Linked DNA regions of Gossypium hirsutum: regions 1, 3 and 4 are each linked to region 2. Evidence: chromatin contacts called from public Hi-C data. All regions are on one chromosome and are shown on one strand. Each heading gives the region's core, a stretch centred on a gene start, on an enhancer-like site or on the middle of the called end of the contact. The rest is flanking DNA. Distances are from core to core; before and after follow the strand shown.

The links. A called contact is a pair of places that touch in the nucleus more often than the background predicts.
Region 1: a contact with region 2 is called in a Hi-C map of leaf, with 5 times the contacts expected there. The contact joins two enhancer-like sites. A contact is called at or near these places in 3 of 34 Hi-C or Micro-C datasets (all in leaf).
Region 3: a contact with region 2 is called in a Hi-C map of leaf, with 2.6 times the contacts expected there. The contact joins the promoter of LOC107952415 here to the enhancer-like site in region 2. A contact is called at or near these places in 6 of 34 Hi-C or Micro-C datasets (callus, hypocotyl and leaf).
Region 4: a Hi-C map of leaf shows a contact between it and region 2, with 2.2 times the contacts expected there. The contact joins the promoter of LOC107955685 here to the enhancer-like site in region 2. A contact is called at or near these places in 6 of 34 Hi-C or Micro-C datasets (hypocotyl and leaf).

Annotation. Positions count from the first base shown.
Region 1 is chrA07:83,329,014-83,334,982 of Gossypium_hirsutum_v2.1, reverse strand. No RefSeq gene overlaps it. Among protein-coding and RNA genes, the nearest start is that of LOC107951886, 11 kb to the left of the region's middle. Within about 2 kb of position 3,627, at least 1 of the 9 cell types and tissues checked has an H3K27ac peak or open chromatin away from gene starts, as enhancers often do. A contact at or near this core is called in leaf, where this site is marked.
Region 2 is chrA07:83,789,795-83,795,609 of Gossypium_hirsutum_v2.1, reverse strand. No RefSeq gene overlaps it. Among protein-coding and RNA genes, the nearest start is that of LOC107955690, 4.5 kb to the right of the region's middle. Within about 2 kb of position 2,564, at least 1 of the 9 cell types and tissues checked has an H3K27ac peak or open chromatin away from gene starts, as enhancers often do. A contact at or near this core is called in leaf, where this site is marked.
Region 3 is chrA07:83,415,949-83,421,614 of Gossypium_hirsutum_v2.1, reverse strand. It overlaps LOC107952415, which reads left to right and starts at 1,905. Exons shown (of 2, transcript XM_016887671.2): 1 at 1,905-2,307; 2 at 3,682-4,553. The coding sequence starts at 1,905. The coding sequence ends at 4,553. It overlaps LOC107952414, which reads left to right and starts at 5,311. Exons shown (of 1, transcript XM_016887670.1): 1 at 5,311-5,666. The coding sequence starts at 5,311.
Region 4 is chrA07:83,507,786-83,513,386 of Gossypium_hirsutum_v2.1, reverse strand. It overlaps LOC107955685 (putative receptor-like protein kinase At5g39000), which reads right to left and starts at 3,439. Exons shown (of 2, transcript XM_016891489.2): 1 at 1,697-3,439; 2 at 1-1,022. The coding sequence starts at 3,102. The coding sequence ends at 1,837.

The sequences.
Region 1 (5,969 bases), core at 2,378-4,877, 460 kb after region 2:
ATATTAAAAAATACAAATAAATATAATAAATATTTTATTGTGTTAAATATAATTTTTAAAATTTTATATTTTGGGTTGGGTTATTTAGTTGGATAAGGTTTTTTTTTTTTGGTTTTGGGTAATGGGTTTAATTATTATTGGGTTAATGGTTTAATATAAATATATAATTAATATAATTATTTTTTATAACATAATATATTCGGGCCAAGCCAAATAAATCTTGCCAATGCCTGACCCATATAGAAAACGAGCCTCGAATTTTACCCAAGCCCATTTTTCGAGTTTGCATTTTTGTCAAACCCTCTCATTTTTTGGGTATGCCATTAGGCCTGAACGAGTGGCCCGTCTCATGAGCAAGTTTAATCTTAATCCAGTTGCGAAATTATCAAAAACCTATTATTTTTGTAAAACAACAAACATTATTTTGAGAATATTTTACTTTTTTATTTATATTTTTTATATAAAATCTAAAAAATTACATACACATTATAAATTTTAAACCCAAAATATTATAATATTTATTATCTCAATTTTACCTTTATATTTGATTTTTATATTAAATATTTTATAATTTCTATTACATAATTATTTTCACCTACATGAGTTTAAATTAAAATAAGAAATAACTTCAAATGAAATTTTAATTTTTTATGAGTTAAGTGACTCCAATGAAGGTGAAAATACGGAAAAATTAATTCATTAAATATTGTATGTTAAAAAAAATTTACTTTAAAATTTATTCAACATTGACTATAGGTAAAGCGGTCCAAACTTTTATTTTGATATTATTGAACACATGCTCAATCATTAAATTTATAATTGTTTTATTTAAAAGATACTATAAAAGTCTTAAAAGATAAAAATATCATAAAAATATTAATTATAATTTAAAAGAATAGGTATTTCTATAAATTTATAATTGAATTAAAAAAAATTTCTTTCAAAATTTATTCTATAATGAATATAGGTGGAGTAGTAATGAACTTGTATTTATTTATTATTAAACACATGTTTTATCCTTAAATTGTAATTTTTATTTTAATTATTTTTATTTAAAGATGATATAAAAGTTTGAAAAGATAAAAGTGCTATCATAATAACATTAATTATAATTTAAAAGAAGGGTTATCTATGTAATTTTATAATTAAGTTGGTGACCAGTTAAATGTAATACCAACTAAAAAAAATACTTAAATAAAGTATAGATAAAAATATATAAAGATTTGAAATTTTCTATAAAAATATTTATTTATTTTAACTTCAAAATTTTTAAAAATTAATTATCAAATTTGGTTGTAATTTGGATAATTTAAGTAAAATTAAAATGTAAGTAAAAATTACATTTTCAAAATTTTTATATATTATCCATTTGATTATAAAAATATTAATTAATTAAATAATAAAATTAAATATAATAATTTGGATAATTATTATATTTAATAATTAAATTTTATTTAAAATTTAATTAGATAATCAGAATTTTTAAAATTTAGGTAAATGTTTAATTAAATAAGAAAATTAATTAGATAATTATCCATTTGATTTAACTTAAATATTTATTTCTATATTATCAATAGTATTACATACTTTAAATTCTAATTTTAATTTTAACATGAAAATTTTAAAAAAGTAATTATATAGTTTGGATAATTTAAGTAAAATTTACATTTCAAATTTTTTATATATTATCCATTTTATTATAAAAATATTTATTTAATCAAATAAAAAATTAAATATAATATATTTAACAGTTCAAATTTATTATAATTTTAATTACATAATCAAAATTTTTAACATCCCTTACGTAAAATCTTTAACTACCATGTCAATTATTCATGGTTATAAATAGATGATTGCTAACAATAGTTTCCATCATATATGTAGGTTTCTAGCGTTTACCCTTTTTTTTTTTTTACATTTGTAAGATTTTTTTTTTGTTTTGTAAATTTTTAAATGGGAAGAAGAAGGAAGCTTGGGTACTTATTGTAAAATGGAAATAGAAAAGTAGAGGGTAGCATTAATGTGGAAAGATAGTTAAAAGTCAACATTGAAAAGTCGTCACGATCAAATCATTGCCATTTATCAAATTCATAGTTGTAGCATATGAATTTTTGAATAAAATACTTTAAATTATTTATGGAATAAAATTTCAACATATTGAATACGATATTTTCAATTTGACTTCAACAATGTCCATGGTGTTTCACAAGTTTGCTTAAGAGCTACATGATCTCAAAATTGTGAACTAAGTGTTATGGTTGGGTGCGTATATTCAAACGATTAAGAAATTTAATGTCGGATCAAATAAGAAAATTATGAGATTGATGATGAAAATAAAGAGACTTGAGAAAGGGGTAAAACTGATAACTTTAGATCGAGTGTCAATATATGTTAGGCAAGCAATTTAGACTTAATTTGTCTATGAATAGGAAGGATCGGGCTGAATCGATTAAATTGATAAACAAACAACTTAAAGTGATTTAGAAGTATGAAATCAAATTTCAAAAAATTAAAAGGAATTTGTTGTGATTTAAACTTTTTTGTCAAGACCTGAAAAATATATGTTTTTAAAAAGAGATTGAGTTAGTCTTTTGCATATATGAGTATGTCTGGACAAAATTTTAAACCCATATTTCGGGCTAAGTCAGACTTAGGCAAACATAAAATATATTAATATCATAGTTAAGTCTTGTCCGAATTTAACCTGATCTGGCCTATGAACACCTCTTTGTATGACTTACTTTAAATATTATTATCAATATTTCTATGATTGGTTTATTTTAATTATTGGAAGCTATTAAAATTTTACCTTAACTAAAATTTTGTGTATCAAGGTAGAAAAACTGGGTTAAAATTTTAGAAACTAAAAAAGATGTACTACACACTAATTTGTTTCGATGAAAATTATTCGTTATTTCCATAAATTAATATATTTTATCATAATTAAAAATTTATTGACTTCAACCTATTAAATGAAAATATTTTCCTTAAATTATTCCTTTAAATTCAAACAATTTTTAGTTTAATTATTAAAATTTAATTTGGGGCATATCATAATTTTTTTAATATGTTTGTTTTTAAAAAATCATATAATTATACAATAATATAATTGATACAAGGGCAGATAGTGCAGTTTTTAAACTTCATATGCAGGGTTAAAGGGTTTATAAGTGTCTTATAAAGAGTGTATTATAATATTAAAAACAATAAATATTTTTAAAAAGGAGACATAAGATAAAATTTTAAGACTACTTGCGAAATTAACAAAAAATTATATTATCAGCATACCAAATACTAACCATTGATACTATATATATATGAAACATGGCTTAACAATAATATAATTACCTTAAACCGATTCTTGCAAAAATATAATTACCCATAAACCTCTTGATTTTTAAAAATAAAAAGAATACGTGTTTAAGTATGCTCAAATTCACATATTCCTAATTGTTGCACTAACAACGATGGAAATGACTTGAAACTTATTTGAGTTTTTTTTTTTTAGTTTGAAGAATTAAAATGTTAATAAGATTCATAATCTTTTTCTTACTTGTGTAGTTTAACCATAAACCAAAAACACATGAATTTTGTTGGTGAAGATTAAGAAGGCCCATTAAAATAAAACCTTTGATGGACAGATTGAAGGCCTCTAAAGAAGATTGATCCTTCATACATGATTTCGGTCCATTGGGCTGTATTCCCTTCCAACTTTTATTCTTTTATATCCCTTTTACAAAGATAAAGTATTAATTGTTGTGTGGATTGAGTTTTAAGATCAGTTTAGTATTGTTTTTCAGAAATACTTTTAGAATAAAAAATATTTTTGAGATAAAATTATTGTTAAATAAGATACTTTTGAACTTTTCAAAAGTGTTTCTTGGACAAAAAAAAGAAAATTTGCAAAAGCACTTTTTTAACCAAAAACAGAAGTAGAAAAATTTAGTTTTTGCTCAAAAGTGCTTTTTGGTCCAAAAGTGCTTATGAGAAATAATGTTAAATTGGCCCTTAATTCAATTGGTATGTGCATTGTTGCCAGTATAGGAGGACATAAGTTTGAGTACGCTAAAGCCAAAGGCGAAGCCAAAAATTTCTTTTAGGAGGGAATTAAATTGTAATTTTTACGATAGTAAAAATATAATTTTTAAAGGATTAAATCAAAATTTTATCATTTTTAAGGGAGGCTAAAGTGTAATGTTACCTTTACCAATTTAAAATTTTAAAAATTTTAAGGGGTCAAAATGGAAAAAAATTCTATTTTAGCCGCCCCTAGATTCGCCTTTGGCTAAAGCGCATTATCCTCCTATTTATGGGTTGGGAGGGACTATGGATAGTTTTAGACATTGTATAAAGAACATATACGATTAGAATCTATAATAAAATTGTTAAAAGAAAAAAAACCAAATCCTTTAATTATCAAAATAATTACCAAGGGCTCAAAATCCTTAACCAAAAAAGGTGTTATAGGTGAAGTGGTAGTATCATACCTATTGATTTTTTATACGCTATAATATGAGATTGAATCTAATTATATGCAATTATGCATGCCCACAATATAACTATATTCAGATTCTTGGCTTTTTTATTCGTTTTGATAAATCCAGAAGAAAATGAACTATTTCATTCGTCCCCATCCAAAAAGTTATATCAATATTCCTTTTCTTTTTTCTTTAATTATCCCTACTTAGGTTTAGCACTTTAGTGCATCCATAATTATAATTCATTACCATTAAAATGGTACCAAAACACACATGGGGTTAACCAGCTCCCATGTGCAATAACACACACAAAAAGACAATCAAAATTTTTATAATTAAAAAGACAAAGTAATTAGTAGCAAATATTAAGGTGATGATATGTCTTTTCATGATTCATAATTAGCTGAATATATTTGAAAATAAGGGTGAATCTATAAATAAAGCAAGGGTAGAAATTTAATTATAACTTTTATAAATTAAAATATAAATTTATTATGTATTAATTTATAATTTTATCATTTTTAAAGGGCCAGAGTAAAAAAATATTATATATTAATTTATAATTCATTTATTTATAAAAGGACTAAATTAAAAAAAAATCATATTTGACGGCCAAAGCGCGGCCTGTCGCCCTTGAGATTCGCCTCTATTTAAAAACAATGTTTAGGATTATGAATATATACTATTATATCCAATAAGATACAAAACTTTGTTGTCATGACCTAAAAAGTAATCTAGACAATTATGCTCTCCAATTTCAATGGAATAAATTAATGTAGGAATGCCATGAACTAAATTCATTTAATTATGGGATCCAATCAAATGCAGTTTCATTCTCTACCCCAAACTCTCAATTTCCTTGCTCATTTTTTATATATAACAAAAGTAATTCATTTTGTTTACCAGTATAAAAAAGAATATACAAAGATATTGTAGATACTAAAGCTCAGATTTTAAATCTGTAAATTAAATATTAGGTTAAAAAATCATTGACTTTACAATGAAGTACTATATATAGTTTCATTTTGATTGATATAATTGATTATTGAATTCATTTTAAAAAAAATAAAATTCTTTTGGGGTTTGGATAACTACTTGCTTTGGGGCACAATATGGGGCTATCCCATGTTGCATTGTATGAAAAATGGGCTACAAAGATTAGCTAGGGTAGTGATTAAAAAGTGGTTTAAAATAAGGAAAGAAGAAATGAGTTGATAATTATACACCTTCAACTCTTTGCAAGCATGGTGGCAATGAGCATCTAGCTTCCCCCGATGGCCCGACATATTGGCCAAAACTAGTAGGCCAACAAACCATACATCTTTCCTTTGTCCATTTCAATAATACACTTCAAATTTTTGCTGATACTTTATCCAATATATACATATATATTAATCTATTCTTGAGTTAACGTGAGGGTTCCGATCAACTTATTTCATTGAAAATGCAGGTTTAATTCATGCACTGCAAGGGAGATATGTGATTTAATAT
Region 2 (5,815 bases), core at 1,315-3,814:
GTGTAGCCGAAGTTATTACTTATCACTTTAATTTGTCCTTGATCAGATAAGTGTAGCCGAAGCTATCACTTATCACTTGTTTCCATGGTCCAACCATGGTCTTTTCCTTCAATTCATCTTGTCACTGAACTGAAATGCTCAATTTGATCATTTATTCAATTTTCATGCTTTTACATTATTCACGATTTTATCATCAATACATATGAAATAACTCATCATAAAATTCATAAAATTAACAAATAATCACTAAAATTTGGCCATATAAATTCACAAGTTCAATTTTTGTATTATAACGATAATCATAATTTCATAATAAATATTCCAAATAAAACATTATATCATTTCTAATCCAACACTCATCGATTATAACCGGGCATGTGATCAATTTATACACGAGTCATTCATATATATGTATATTTTTCCTCCTCCTCCTCTCCATCCACATCCTTAGTATAAACAACACACTTGTAAGTAACATTATCCATAATTTTCATTATCTACTTATGTGAATATTCAAGCTATCCATCTGTGTCATAATCACTAAATTATTTTTATCTTGAGCTACAGAACTCCAAATTAAGATCCTCTAATTTTAGCTGAAACTAGACTCATATACCTTCTTACCATAAAAATTTCATAATTTTTGGTTGGGCCAATTAATACAGTTTATTCATTGAAGTCTCCCCTGTTCTGCTGTCTGACAGTTCCGACTCTTCTTCACTAAAAACTAATTATCTTCTTGTACAGGATTTGAATGATGTCCTAGTTTGTTTTTCTTGAAATAAACTCATTCAGGATTCTAAAAATATAAATTTAAGCCCCTAATTATTTTTATCCAATTTTTTATGATTTTCCAAAGTCAGAACAGGGGAACTCGAAATCATTCTGACCTTGTCTTACAAAAGTTATTGTATCTGATGATTTACAATTCCATTGCTTACATAATTTCTTTTATAAGAAACTAGACTCAATAAGCTTTAATTTCATATTTTATTCATCCTCTAACTCGATTTCTATAATTTTTAGTGATTTTTCAAAGTTAGACTACTGCTGCTGTCTAAAACAGTTTTAGTGCAAAATGTTTATTTCCATTTTGCCCCAAATTTCACAATTCATACAATTCAGTCCTTGCTCAATTAACCCCTCAATTAAGATAATTTTCTCAATTAACACTTTTTCTAGACATTATAAGTTATTTCATAACTATTTAAATTCATAATTTCCATATGAAACTTTAACTTCAAACTCTTTTACAATTAGGTCCCAAACATTCACTTTCTATTCAATTCTTTCAATAAAATCAGCATATAAATAATTTAAAGCTCTAATTCCATGGCAAATCATCATATACTTCTAGCACATATTCATAACAACTTTCAATTTCTTTCATAGAATCAAAAACTAATGAATTCAACAAGTGGACCTAGTTGTAAAAATCACAAAAACATAAAAATTTCAAGGAGAAAGCAAGAATTAAACTTACATGAAGCTAGAGTATGAAAACCAGCTTGAACCCTCCTCCATGGTTGTTTTTCAGCTGATGAATATGAAGAGAAATGAAGAGAATTCTAGATATTCCAATTTAGTCCCATTTTTATTTAGCCAATTTTGACAATTTTCCAATTTTGCCCTTATTTCATCCATTTCCTGATTTTTCTCAGCTATTGCCGCCCAAAATTCCTCATTTGACAATTGAGCTATTTAATTCTTCTAGTAACTTTTACACCCTTTTCAATTTAGTCCTTTTTATTTAATTAACCACCCAAACGTAAAAATTTTCTGACTAAATTTTAATACTACCTCACCAACACTCCAAAAATATTTCTAAAAATATTTATGGCTTGATTTATGAAGTTGAGGTCTCGATACCTCATTCTCGACCCAATTTACCTAATTAATTCTTTTAAATCACCAAATTCACTAATTCAAAAATGCTTTTATATTCACATTTAACTCATAGGTATTAATTTATTAAATTTTTAACTCACCCATCGGATTTGGTGATCTCAAATCTCTATTCCCGATACCACTGAAAATTAGGCTGTTACAGTGCATCTAAAATAACTTATCCATTAATAACACATTACAAGGTCAATGATCAAAATAAGACTGGTTGTCGTGGATCAAACCAATGGTATTTATGTATTTAGCAAAGTGCTTGATATAACACATGACTAGTTGTTATTGATCAATCATGTATACCACAATAGCTTTTGGTACAGGCAATAATCAATTAAGGTAATCTATAATACAATTTAAGTATTTGGTTGTAATTTTTTCTTTTTAAGTATCAAGTCGTCAAAAATGTATAATTTATTCAATTTATATATTAAGTCTACGATAGCAGCCAAAAATAAACGAAGATGCTTAAAACTTTATAGTTTTTTCTATAATTATTTGAGTCAAGAATTTGGTGTTCCTTTTACCATACTCCTATGCAAATTAATCGTCCAAATCAAGAATTTCTATCTTCAAAAATCACTGCCGAACCTACACCAGGTACGTCCCTTTCACTTCTATTCACCTTTATATCCTAGCATGGATTCGACCACTCACATGCATAAGTGACCCATGCTTTGTATTTATACTTTTTCTATGCACATGGTTCTTCAAAGAATGGCTTGGACTATGCAGAAAAATCGAGGACGTATAATCGGTTTCTTGGGAATAATGATTTATTTCATCTTCTAATTTAAAATAAAAAATATTTCAAATTTTATTTAATTTTTTATTTTTAGTTTTTAAATTTGTATTATTTATTAAATTATCTTAACATAGATAGAGAAGTTAATGCTTGTTAACTTTGTTGACATGAAATTCATGTGAATTGTAATGTGAATACTGTGTTAGCAATGATTTAATTTTTAAAATTTAAAAATTTTAAAAATATATTTTTTTTAAATTTAAAAGTTATTAAAAATATAAAAATCAATTAATTGTTAACGTGACATTCACGTGGATTACCATATTAGCAAAGTTAACAAACATTAATTTTCTCATCCATTATCAATATAGATCGATTTTACATTTACATATTACATGCACAAATAATTATATTTATCTAATACGAAAATAAATTGATCTGTTTAATTTTTAAATGTATATATTTGAATCAAAATCAAAGTTTTATGTCCACAATCAAAGCTTCATGTATATGATTACACAAAATCAAAATTCATTAACAAATTTCACTTTGGATCAAAGTTTATATATAATTTTGAAATTTATCCTTATATGTAAAAATTGATTTTTATGCCTCATTTTGCAAGAATATTAATATTGTAATACATTTGTTATGTCATATTTGGTAGAAGTAGGGGTGACAATAGGGGCCTAGTCTCCCCTAAAATGGTAATTTGTGTTCGGTTCCTTTAAATTATGTAATTTTATATGTCGATTTATGATAAAAATACATTTTGTCCCCTCAAAATTATAAAATTTGATTTAATCCTTTTAAAAAATGTAAAATAATAAGTTAATATAATAGTAAATTTGTATTTTAAATCTCAAAAAAATTGTAATTCAATCATGGCCCTCCAAAAAATTTCTAACTTCGCTGTTTAGTATAAGTATTATAATTTAACACAAATTTTAATACATCAATAATAAAACAATACATTGTTTGCTAACAAAAAAATTTAAGGCCCTCTTAATACTTATCTATCACTTGATTGATAATGCATACTTATCTATCACTTGATTGATAATGCAAAATACAAGTATAAGTTTGATTGCATCTATTTGACATAAGTTCGAAATCTATTACTTCTATCCCTCACCCTCAATATTGTATAAAAAATTTATTGCAAGAAGTTGCTTATTTTTTTACTAATATCACAAAACATGAGGATTACCTGAAATAGAAAAATATTCAAGAAAGGTTTATTTATTGCCAACAAGTTTAGGAGTACAGCAACATGCAACATGCAAGTCGGGGATTAGACATTTTCCCAAAGTTGTATATAAATATTAGTTAGTTAAAAAAGTGACTTTAATTGGTAAAATCACTAGCAAAACAGGTTTTTAGCGGCACTTTTTTGATCTTGCTTATAAATGCCTCTAAAACAATTTATGGCGTTTTGATAAGCGCCGCAAAAAAACATCGCTATATATAACGCCGCTAAATTTTACAGTATTTATGTGGGAAAATATCGCTATAGAACATGACCTTTACGGCACTTCTCATAAAACGCCGCTAAAGAACATGTTCTTTAAAGGCATTTGTGGAAAAAGCACTGTTATAGGTCATGTTCTTTAGCGGCGTTTTTAGTAAAAGCACTGCTAAAGAACTTTAGTAGATTTTACCAAACCATTTTAATTCAGATAGAACTTGACTTTTCAACATAGTATCCTGTAATATCAAATCCAACCAAAAACTTCAAATCTAAATGATACAATCACGGAAGAAATATGTATATGATCTAAATTAATAAATGAAATAAAATATATTATATTCAAAAGTTATATTGTTAAGATATTCTCACAATAAGAAAACAAAAGTGTAAGATGCCAGATTCTGCGATTATTGAAACATTTTTATCATATTTTGAACTTATAGCTGGAGTTCATCATATTTTCTTTGAGCCTTTGCTTCTCTCGATGCTGCCTCCGCTTTAAGTTGAGCAATTTGCTCAATTGTGCTCGCTTGCACAATGAGATATGTAAGAGATTATGCCTTAATTCAAATCAAACATGGATTTATCTCAAAAAAAAATGTTGTATTAAATTAAAACATGTAAGTAATACGACGTACTTACAAATTCAATCAAGGAGAGCTTAAAATGGAGAGGCAATTCAAATGAGCCTATCGAATATTTCTTTTATAGGGATCTAATTCATTGTTTCAATAAAAAATATAATAAATAAATGATAAGATACATATATTCTTCATTCCCCTTTACAAGTATTTCAGTTGGGCTTACAAATATGGGCTCCATAATTCTCCCAAAACTTAATTAAGTTTTACTCTAAATAAAAGTAAATCTCACAATGGTAGAAAAATAGAAAAAAAGCAATGCAACCATAAACTGAATAAAGAAAATACTTAAAATCTTTCTCCTATGTTAAATATTAAAATATTAAAGAATGTTTTTAATTAATCAAAATTTATATCAATTTAAAATATTTTAAAATTTATATAAATACCTTTTCTCTCATTTCTAAAATTTAAATTTGGAACATTTCAAGTGTAACAACTAACTAATTTATCATTTCTATTTTAATTATTTTAATTTCATTTTCATATATATATATATGCATTAAATCTTAATTTATTATTAAATTTCTAAATGAAATTTGCCGGAGCACGCATGTTATTGAACTAGATTAATCAGCTGAATTATAAATGAAAAGTTCAACCGATGAGAATTGAAAAACCAGTTATAACAAAAACTTTGATTATTTCACTAAATTTTAGTTATTTTTTACCTTTGAGTTATTTTGTAACTATAATTTTATTTATAAAAAATTCTTATGAAATTTGTAATTATTATTAAAATTTGAAACATTTTAAATGGTTGAATAAGAAATATTTAATTGGTCAAATATTTTGACAGTAAATCATGGTAGAAGAACAAATTAATCAGAATTAAAATGATTTGAATGTGATGAAAAAATATGATTGGTGATTGTCATCTTTTTAACTCAATATAGTATCCAAGTAATGAACTTAATCTTGACCAGACCTAGGATTTTAAGCAACCCCAAATGACTAAAAGCTGGGTTTGACATTTCAAAATCTGAAAAAGAGCGTGCAATTTACCTGCCACACAACAATATGAATTTTTTAAAATGTAAAATCCCCCAACTCATCAAT
Region 3 (5,666 bases), core at 656-3,155, 370 kb after region 2:
TTTGTTTAAGATTATAATATAATGCGTAATGTTATTTTGTTGTTACACCCCATTGGTAATTAATGGTTTAGTGATCAAAATATAATAAATTAATAACAATATTGTAATTTTGGATAACGTTAAGAACTAACTTTTTAAAGTTTAATGACCAAAACATACTTTAAAGCACATATAAGTGACAAAATCTATAATTTCCTCTAATATTAATTAGAAAAATACTTTAGGACTAACTAATAAATTCTAAATATAACTAACTAAATCTAAAATTTATTATAATATTAATTAGAAAAAATTATAATTTAGATCCAAATCGAATTTTGGAGTCGGCATTGTTGAAAATGTTTTATTTGAATATTATTCCAGCCCAAATAAGACTAAACTCAAACTATAAAATGGATAAAGATACATAAGATTATATAAAAAAACAAAATATGATATTATTAATTATAACATTCTTAATTTATTTTTAAATATTTTAATCAACATATTTATTTGCAAATTAATTTTATTTAATTAGGATTTTCAAGTCTGCTACTCTAGCACGTCTCTGTCTGCTCTCTCTAGCAAGCCTTTAGGTTTTTGTGTTTTGAGTCTCCTTTGTTGGGCGGCTACCATCTCCATAATCTTATTAAGTTTAAAAATCAATTTTCAACGCCTCTTGTTTTTCTGACTACATCCATGGAATCAGAATTCGCCGATTTAACACTTGATGAAGAAGAAGAAGCAGTTCTGCAGATACAAGTCGATCCAGATTCAGTTAGTGAAGGAGGAGTTCTTAATCTGGTTGGATGTTTTCTTACAGCCAGTATTGTTCACTTTCCAACAATGAAAAACACTATAGCTAATTTATGGAATCCTGTTAAGGGTGTTCAAATTAGAGATCTGGGTGAAAAAAGGTATTTATTTCAATTTTATCACATCATGGATATGGAAAAGGTTTTAAAAGGATCCCCTTGGATGTTTAATAATCATCTTTTAATTTTGCATAAGTTGCAAAGGGAAGAGGATCCATTAAAAGTCCCTTTAACCTTAACTCCCTTCTGGGTACAAGTTCATGACATTCCCGTGGGTTACTATTCTGAAAATTTGGTTACACAGTTGGGAAATTTTATAAGAAATCTTCTGGAGTACGATGGCTCAAGTTTCGAGAAAAAGAATAGAAATTTTATGTAGATACGGGTTCAAATTGATATTCGTCGCCCTCTAAAAAGGAAAAAACAAATCATGTTTAGTGGCAAGTGTTTTTATGTCAGATTCAAGTATGAAAGACTGGCCCTTTTTTGTTTCTATTGTGGCCGTCTAGGTCATAGTGATTCTTTTTGTGCAACCAAGATGGAGCTAGGGGCAGAAATTGCTAACATGGGTTGGGATCTGACTTTACGTGCACAGACAAAAAGAGCCCAAACAATGAGTAGTGTTTGGTTAAGGGAGGAAGGAGGAGTTGTGAGCAGTCTTAATGCAGATCCCAGAGGAAACAGTAGATAAGGAGATGTTAGAAGTTTTGGCTGTGATACAAACATTGACCCTATCTTAGGATTCAATCTGGAAGGAAAAAAGGTTCACTCAAGCCTAGAGAATGACGAAACATTGGGTGGTCAAATTAAAACAGCAATGGATTATGATCTGGAGAATGAGGTGATTATAGGCGAGGAGGGGAAAAAGAGGCCTAGAGGGGACATTGAAGAAAGCAGTACCATGGGAAGAAGAAATAGGAGAATGCCTGAAGTTACTCATTTATTATCGGCAGCTGCCAAGAGGCAAGCCGACTGATCGTAATGAAAATCTTAAGTTGGAACGTCCGTGGTTTGGGGAATCCACGGATAGTTCGAAGACTTCGGGATACGCTGAAGTTACATTATCCCTAAGTGATCTTCTTTATGGAGACAAAAATTAATAAGTATCAGATGGAAAAAGTTCAGCCGAGTTGCAGGTTTCATTTTGGTATTGATGTTGATTCGGTTGGTTCTAGAGGGGGACTAAGTTTAGCATGGCAAGGGGATGCTAATATAATGCTCCAAAGTTTCTCTAATCGACATATTGATGTGATTATTGAGGATGTAGGTGATCAGAAGAAGTGGAGATTTACAGGTTTCTATGGTTCTCCTTACACACATGATAGAGATGATTCATGGAATTTGTTAAGACGATTAAGTAATAACGAAGAGTATCCATGGCTGGTTTGTAAGGACTTTAATGAGATCTTATATGGCTTTGAGAAGAAAAGAGGTCTCCCTAGAGATGAGAGAAGAATGGAAGCTTTTCGAAAGACGTTAGAAGATTGTAGCTTGGTGGATGTGGGTTATTTAGGTAATTGGTTTACTTAGGAAAGAGGGAACCTCCCAGAAACGAACATTCAAGAGAGGTTGGATAGGGGTGTAGCTACGGAAGAATAGATTTTTTTATTCCCAAATTCTCAAATTAAACATCTCCCCTATTCATTCTCGGACCATCGTCCACTTCTTATTAGTACAAGCACAAAGTTGGAAGGCTGATTCAAAAAAACTTTAAGTTTGAGGCCTGGTGGGTTTTGGAGGAAACATTTTTTGAGGAAGTTAGACATATTTAGGAAAATGCCGGAGGTGATATTTTGAGCAAGATGGATGATATCAAAAGAGATTTAACGAGTTGGGCAAACCAGATTCGACGGTGTAAAAAAATAAAAACAGAGGTCCTAACATCAAAGTTAGCAATGTTACTTGAATCCGATAGAAGTGATGAAAATTTGGCAGAGCTTATTGATACAAAGATTAATTTGAATTTTGAGATTGAAAAGGATGAATGCTATTAGGAGCAGAGGGCCTAAATAAATTGGTTGAAACTTGGAGACAAAAATACAGCTTTTTTTCATAAGCAGGCGACCCAAAGAAAAAAGTGTAATTTTATTCACAAGATGCAGTTTGAAGACGGTAGAGAGACAGAGGAGGTTAAAGAGATGGAGGAAATTGCTAGATCGTATTTTCTAAAATTATTTTCAGTAGGAAGACAAGATAACTTCTCTAAAATCTTGTCCGGAATTAACAGATGCATTTTTTATGAAGATAATGAGAAATTAAAGACAAGATACACCAAGGAGGAAATAAGAGAAGCTCTACTAGAAATAGGTCCTACAAAAGCACCTGGAGAGGATAGTTTTCCAGCCTTATTCTATAAAAAAATGTTGGCCGATCATTGGGGAGGATGTATCCACTTTTTGCCTTCAAAGATTAAATGAAAGTATGGAATTACATTCAATCAACAAAACAAATATTGTGCTAAGCCCAAAAATTTTAAACCCTTTCAGTATTACTCAATTTAGGCCAATTAGCTTATGCAATGTGATTTATAAATTGATAGCTAAGGTCATTGCTAATCGACTTCGGACAGTGATTCATAAATGCATTGATTCAGCACAAAGTGCTTTTGTTCTAGGAAGACTGATTTTCGATAACGTATTACTAGCTTATGAAGTTCTGCACACTTTAAAGCACAAAAGGCCAGGAAAAAATAGCTTATGAAGTTCTGCACACTTTAAAGCACAAAAGGCCAGGAAAAAAAAGGTTTATGGCTGTGAAACTGGATATGAGTAAGGCATATGATAAGGTTGAATGGAGCTTTGTGAATGAGTAATGACGAAAATGGGATTTGACCCAAGATGGGTTAGTTCGTTAATGAATTGTGTGTCTATAGTATCATATTCTGTAGTTTTCAACGAAAATGTAGGAGAAAATTTTCTTCCATCTAGAGGTCTTAGACAAGGGGACCCTTTAAGTATGTTTTTGTTTTTACTTTGTGGGGAAGGGCTTTCGAGTCTAATGCAGCTGGCGAGAACAAGAAACATTATAAAAGGAGTTAAAGTTAGTCAAAGTGGGCCAACCATCTCTCATTTACTCTTTACAGATGACTGTATCTTATTTGCCGAAGCTACTGAAAGGGGGGCACAGTTACTAAAACAAGTTTTGAATGAGTATGAGAGGAGCTCAGGTCAATGTGTTAATTATGATAAATCTATTGTATTCTTCAGTTCAAATACACAAGAAAGGGAAAGGGTTGCAGTTTCGAACATACTTAGAGTAAGAAGGTCAACGGATCCAAAAAGATATCTAGGGCTCCCTAATATGGTGGAAAGGAAAAAGAGGTCATCATTTCAAAATTTGAAGGATAGATTTAAACAACGAATTGACAATTGGAGTATAAGATATCTCTCCCAAGAAGGAAAGGAAGTTTTTATTAAAGCTATACTCCAATCTATCCCAACTTATACGATGGCTTGTTTTCAACTTCCTAAAACTCTATGTGCTGAATTGGAGGGCATAATAGCTAAATACCGGTGGCAAAAGAAGCACAATAGGAAAGGTATTCATTGGTGCGCTTGGAAAGATTTATGCTTATTAAAAGAAGATGGTGGCCTTGGGTTTCGAAATCTTGCGAAGTTTAATGTTGAGCTTTTAGCAAAACCAGGGTGGCGTCTTATCAAATCCCCAAATTCATTATTAGCCTACGTTTTAAAGGCAAAATATTATCCCAATTCGAATTTCTACAAAGCTCGATTAGGAAATTTACCTTCGCTTACCTAGAAAAGTGTTTGGGCTACGAGAGGGCTTCTGGAGAAAGGATTATGCTAGAGGGTTGAGAGAGGGGATCAAATATCTGTTTGGGATGATTTATTGATATCAGGAAATGAATCAGATAGAATATCAAACCAAGACAACAATGATAATATTAAGTTAGTTTCAAATTTAATCGAAGCCATCACTAGAAGCTGGAAAACAAAGGTCATAAGGAATACCTTCCAAATGGATGTAGCGGAAAAAACTCTGAAGATCCCGCTAGCGAAGACAGCACACGAAGATTTTCAAGTATGGAAAGGGGAGTTGACAGGGGAGTTCTCCGTTAGGAGTGCCTACAAACTATTACATGAAATTTGCTTGGATCCTAATACTATTATTTTACAGACCGAAATTAAAAATTTCTACAGAAAACTGTGGAAATTATACATCCCCTCAAAAATTCAAATTACAGTTTGGAGAATATCTTGGAACTTCATTCCGTCTCTTGTCAACCTTAGGCTCAAGAGGGTTGTGGTGGATGCCCAATGTCCTAGATGTCGCCAAGGAGATAAGGACCACTCATATTTTTCAACAATGTCCATTTACAATTGAAGTTTGGAATCAGTTAAGACTAGCATAGGTTTTCAGCCATAATAATCTGAATATATGGCAATGGCTTACCTGGGTCTATGATAAAGGAACAGATGAGCAGATCTGGCTCTTTTGTTATGGTCTTTGGTTAATCTGGTTCAGCAAAAATAAGTTATTATATGAAAGAAGACATATGACAGGAATCGAAATAGCAAGACAAACTCGGAACTATATGGTAGAACTGGATGCAATAGAGGAGACAAGATTTACTCTTCAACCAGCTGAAAATACTCAACAGATATGTAGAAGGGGAAAGATCACAGTTTATTTTGACGCAACCTTCGACCGACTATCGTCCAGATCGACTACGGGTTTGCTTGTACTGAACGAGGAGGGGGAGATCCTCGAATCGAAGGCAGTCATGCACTCCGAGATAGTTACTTCGTTCACGGCAGAATCATATGCAGGATTACAGGCAATAAAATTAGGGATTTCTATGGGGTTAAACAAAATAGAAGTAGTGGGAGATTCGAAAACTATCATTAAGAA
Region 4 (5,601 bases), core at 2,190-4,689, 280 kb after region 2:
AGGCCCAACAAATTTTCGTATCTCCCACATCTATGAATTTTGAATAAATGTAGCTCGTACCCGCCAATTGCAGCCTTCCGCTGACTTCCAACACTCCCCAATATAGAATGTCAGTTTAGACACTGTGACTTTGTAATCCATTAATATATTCATGCTATACCACTTAATAGCAAATATGCACTCTTCCTTACTTTCGAATCTCTGGCCTACGAATAACTCCTCAAGATCGAAATTTACGGCTAGCCAGTGAGTAAGAAGTATTTCAAGGTACTCCAGGAACTCAGCTACATGAGTCGTATAGGGGTCTATGAGCGATATATGTGGCCCAAGATTATTGTATATCACAATACGTCGAATCTAGTTCTCAACTGAAGACGCGTTAATGTTTCCATCGCCATTCACGTCTTCATCGTCATTCACGTCTTTGTCGTCAATATCATCAGGGACCTTGTCCACATTAGGATCACTATCACTATCGACCTCTTGATCACAAGGATCACTACTATCGTATCCATCATCACCAACCACATCAATATTGGGTGTAACATTAAGATTGATATCGATCCCGCGTATAGTCGATTCACTATCAACGTATGATATTGGAGCCACCATGCACGGTTCTTGAGCTCCATATTCTTCACCATATGCAGTGAGATCTTCATTTTGCTTCATATCGGCTAACTTAGCAAATAAGTGAATTGGTGCATTTTTGTCACTCCAATTCCCATAGTAAAGAGCGATCATCGTCTCCACGTCTTCGTCATTTATAAGTTTTATTTCAGTGAATTTGATTGGATCTGTCGAAACTGGAAACTTGTAGAAAAGTTTCGAAATCCTTCTCCCACAACGTCTAACAATTTTTGCGTTAATACTTCCCTTCATATCATCCAACGAGACATTTCTATTAAATCTCATTGCTATTTATCGCCGACATTCAAATATACATCCAACTGTTGTTGTCAAGATGATTCCATCGAAATAAATACATACGAAAAACTGATTATCCATCTTCAATACTCAATCTGTTAAAAATTTAACAAAAAAATCTCAAAACAATTTCGAACAGCATAAAAATACTTACATAAAAAATTTAATGAATGATGATAGTCTATTTCTAACAATATCAAATTTATTATCATTCCTAACAATATCAAATATATTAAAAATTTTTACAAGATAACATTTTCAATAATCTAAACACAAAATTTACTAACAAATCATAATAAACAAAATAACTTTAAAACAAAATATAAAAATAACACTAAACAAACTATATAATACTAACATTTTTTTTCTTATCATAATCTATTATATTTAAAAATAACAATAAAAAAATACATTTTCTTTTCTTTTCTTTTCTTTCTTCTCTTCTCCCTCTCTTGTTCTGCTAATTCTTTTTTCTAAACTGATACAAGTTGGATGGGGGAGTGAGGAGAAAATATACTAGGTGTACCGCCTATCAGATAAGCACAATTAGTGCCGCCTATTTGACACCCTCCACTACTAAAATAATTTCCTTTTACTGTAAAGTGTCAAAAAAATGAGGGTGGTACCGCCTATGCAACACCCTTCACATTTCCAAATATACCATTTTAGTACCTAATCTTAACAACAACCTATTTTCGTGTTTTTTTAATATTATTCCAGTAAAAAAATCCAAATAAAATAAATTCAAATTGCTGTCTCTATTGCTTACCTAACGAAGCTTTCCCTTTGTGAAGCGTCAAATCTTCAATGGACAGTAGTCAAGAAAGTTAAGAAACACCTCAACTGCTTAACCATACGTAATTAGTTTGACCCCTCCAAACATTCATCCCAGATTGCATATCTTCACTGTCATCTGCACAGCTCTTCAATGTCTGACAACATATCCTCAGATTTCCAGCTGAATGTATCCTCGACACGAGAACTTCCATGGGGCCAGAGTACATCAGCCTGATAATCAGAGAAACTGAAGGCAGATGCAGGGAAAACTACTTCTTCATACATAGCTTCTCCATGAGGATTGAGGCGCTTCACTTCGGAGTCTGCTTTGTTTTGGAGCTTCAAAGCAAGCTCTAATGTCACCTCCACTTCACCAAGAGCAGGTCGTTTATGTTCCCCAACATGGACGCAACTTAATGCGATGTCCAGGAATTTCTGTAAGCAACCCGGGGCTATTTTCCCTTCCAAATATGGATCCGTCATTTGGTAAATAGTTCCATTCTTTAGGTGTTCATTGACCCATGAAATTATATGACGATGATTATGGTCCCCTGCATCAAACATTAATACTTTTCTACCGCAAAGTACTTCAAGCAAAACAACCCCAAATGAGTAAACGTCTGATTTCTCTGTCACAAGAGTAGTATCCATGAAAAGCTCAGGAGCCACATAACCCAAAGTACCAAACAGCCTCGTTCGACTTGTTTGCAATTCAATTTCATCCAGAGGGGGTAACTCTATTCTGATGGGAGCGTTTGATAAACTAAAAGGGCCTATCTTAGACAAGGTGAAATCCGCAATCTTGGAAACCATTTGGTCATCTAAAAGAATGTTTTTGGTCTTGATGTCACGGTGGATGACTGCACGCTTTGCTCCAGCATGAAGATAATGTAATCCACAAGCAACCCCAATGCAAATCTCTAACCTTTGCTTCCATGGGAGGGGATCGTGATGACCAGTTCCATGGAGATGATCGAAGAGCGTCCCCTGGCTCATATAATTGTACACTGTGATCATCTTGTCTTCCTCATCGCAGAATCCAATCAGAGAAGCGATATGTTGGTGGCGCAGCTGGCAAAGTAGCTGCACCTCATTTCGAAAGTCTTCAAGTATTGTATGTCGTGAGGATCCGAGCTGCAAGTATTTGACAGCGAAAACCGAAGCCCCGTCATCGAAAAACCCTTTGTATACTACTGCGCTGCCACCTTTACCAAGAACCAACTGGGAGTCAAAGCTATTGGTGGCAAATCTGATCTCGTCGAGTGAAAATCGACGGCACAGATGTTGGGGAAGCGATGATTTAGCTTTTCCCTTGCTCGGCTTCTTCTTTAATTTGCTTTCAGATACTGGACAGAAACAAAAGCTGGAAAGTGAAGGAATTCTCATTATAAATCTCATTCCAAAGCCTAACTTCGGAGTCGGAGAGTTTTTTATTTCTCAAAGAAAATTGAAGAAGGAAGAAGAACGAGGAAGAGAGCATTATTAAACGAGAGAAAGAAAGGTAGGAGTTAAGAATTGGGTAAAATGTCTTACCGATTTCAAGTTCGACAAGTCATTTTACAGAAAAACAGCTAGCCTTCTGCAAACATTGGAAAAAAGATAAAAACATTTTACCGAAAATGAAATCAATGAAACAAACTGGCCCTTTGTTGGAACATTGAATGGGTCATAATCTTATCAAGTTCAAGCAGTGTACTTACTTTCCTTGCTGCTTCTCCTGGGGCGGGTCCATTGAAGTCCCGGGCTAAGCCCGTTACCTTTTTAGTATATACGACTTCATCTTCATATATTTACATATTAAATAAAGAAATAATAGTTTATATGAGTTTTAAAATCTACTGATGTGTTTTTTTTTAATATTTTTTAATGTTTTATTATATCTCTACATGATATTTATTAATCTTCGGACCTATTTATTTAATTTTATATTTTAGAAAATATGAATAAATACACCCATTTCTTTTTTTAATTGAAAAACCAAGAAATACATTTTGTTTTTCTCCTCTTTCAAGATATATTTGTGTAAAGATAATGGAGATAAGTGGTAAGTTTTAACTTACACTCATCTTTTCAGTTTTGATTTGGTTTTGTTACTTTTCTGATTATATATATTTATTTAAATTATATGATTTTTGGACTTCTTATTAACAAAGAAAAATACAGATTAATGAATGTTTGAAAAAAAATTAAAACTACCTTTTTATGGTAAGTCTATGTTCATGGTTTTTTTTTTTGAAATTTCATCATCTATGGCAGAGGTATTTTAAATATTAAGGTACTTTTAGTAAAAAATTTTATATAAAGTACTTATTTTGTGTGTGTTACAGTTATTTTGTTGTAGAGATTGGTTAATATCAGGGCAAAATTTAGAAAAAAAATTAGGAGTTTGAAATTAAATTGTATATTTTTATTATAGTAAAAATGTAATTTTATTATTTTAATAATTTATATCTTTATAATTTTTAAAGAATTAATTCAAAATTTTTTATCATTTTTGAGAGCTAAAGTATAATTTTACCTTTATTAATTTAAAATTTTATAAAAAGAATTTAATTTTTATTTTAGGATATGTCCTCTACCAGACCCTAAACCCTAAAAAATTTGAGAAATGCTTTAAAGTTGGGATTTGTATGTTATTCAAATATAGTTAACAAGAAGAAGGTGATTGAAAAATTAGATGGAATTAAAATTTAGTAGAACCTATTCAACGTTAATTTGGAAATGTGTAATGTCATCAACCTATAGGAAAAATTTTCCATTTGTGATCAGTCCAGTTAATGGAGGAAGGGAAAAAGAATAGAAGGTAGAAAGGAACAGGATGGATTTGGGTGACACTAAAAAAGTTAACGTGAAAAAAAGGGCTTATATGGCATAAAGTTATTAGGAGGGACCGTATCCTACTTGATAGTAAAGTTTACCTAATAATTTCTCAAGAGTAACAATTAAATTGCTTAAAAAAAGTATTAAGGATTAGTTGTATTTAAATTTTCATTTGAAATAATAGTGTGATTAAAATTACTCTTAAAAATTGGTATATTTACTTTAAAACTACTCTTAAGTTAATTTTTTTTTCAAAAACAGTCCTCTTTTTTAAATTGGAAGTCTTTTCTACAGTATTTTCATAAATTGATTTAATTTTCAAAAGTCCATAGTCTAATATATTTTCAGTCTATCATAGTTCAAAATTTCCAAACTCATTTTAAGCCAAAATCCTTAAATTACCCTTGAAATTTTTAGGCCTAATTTCAGGATGTGACATCGCTGTGAACTTAAAATGGTCTATATGTTAATTTAAACCTTATTTAATTATTATATAAGTCCTTAAGACATTAAAAACCATATCAATTAATTTTTATCATTTTTACAATTTAGTATTTATATCTTAATTAACTATTAATTCAATAAAATTTCTAGACCAAAATTTAATATAATACTAGAATAGACTCTTGCAACATCACTGACTTTGGAGTTGTTACACTTGTGCATCATTCCTTATGTATTTGCTAGTATCTTTTGCTTGTATTTTGCACTCGATTTATAAGCATTTTTTTAGAGTTAATATTGATTGCAAGTGAGGTTATTTTGGTGAGTGCTTGTAATGAATCAAGGTTATCTATTAGGGTTACAATTACTTCTTATGTAAGAGTAGATTGGACTTTAATCAATAAAATTACTAAATCGATTCTTGAATAAATCATTTACTAAGCAAAGCTTTGCAAAATTGGATTATTTTCCAAATTGCGTTAACAAAATTTGTATGTCTACTTCATTCCTTCCCCCAATTGCTTGTTCGCTTTGCTAAATTGTCTTATTCAAAAGCGTGTTCAAACATATATCGGAACAATGTGTTTGAACAACATATTACTTTTTCATTAACAATTATATTTTAATTTAAAA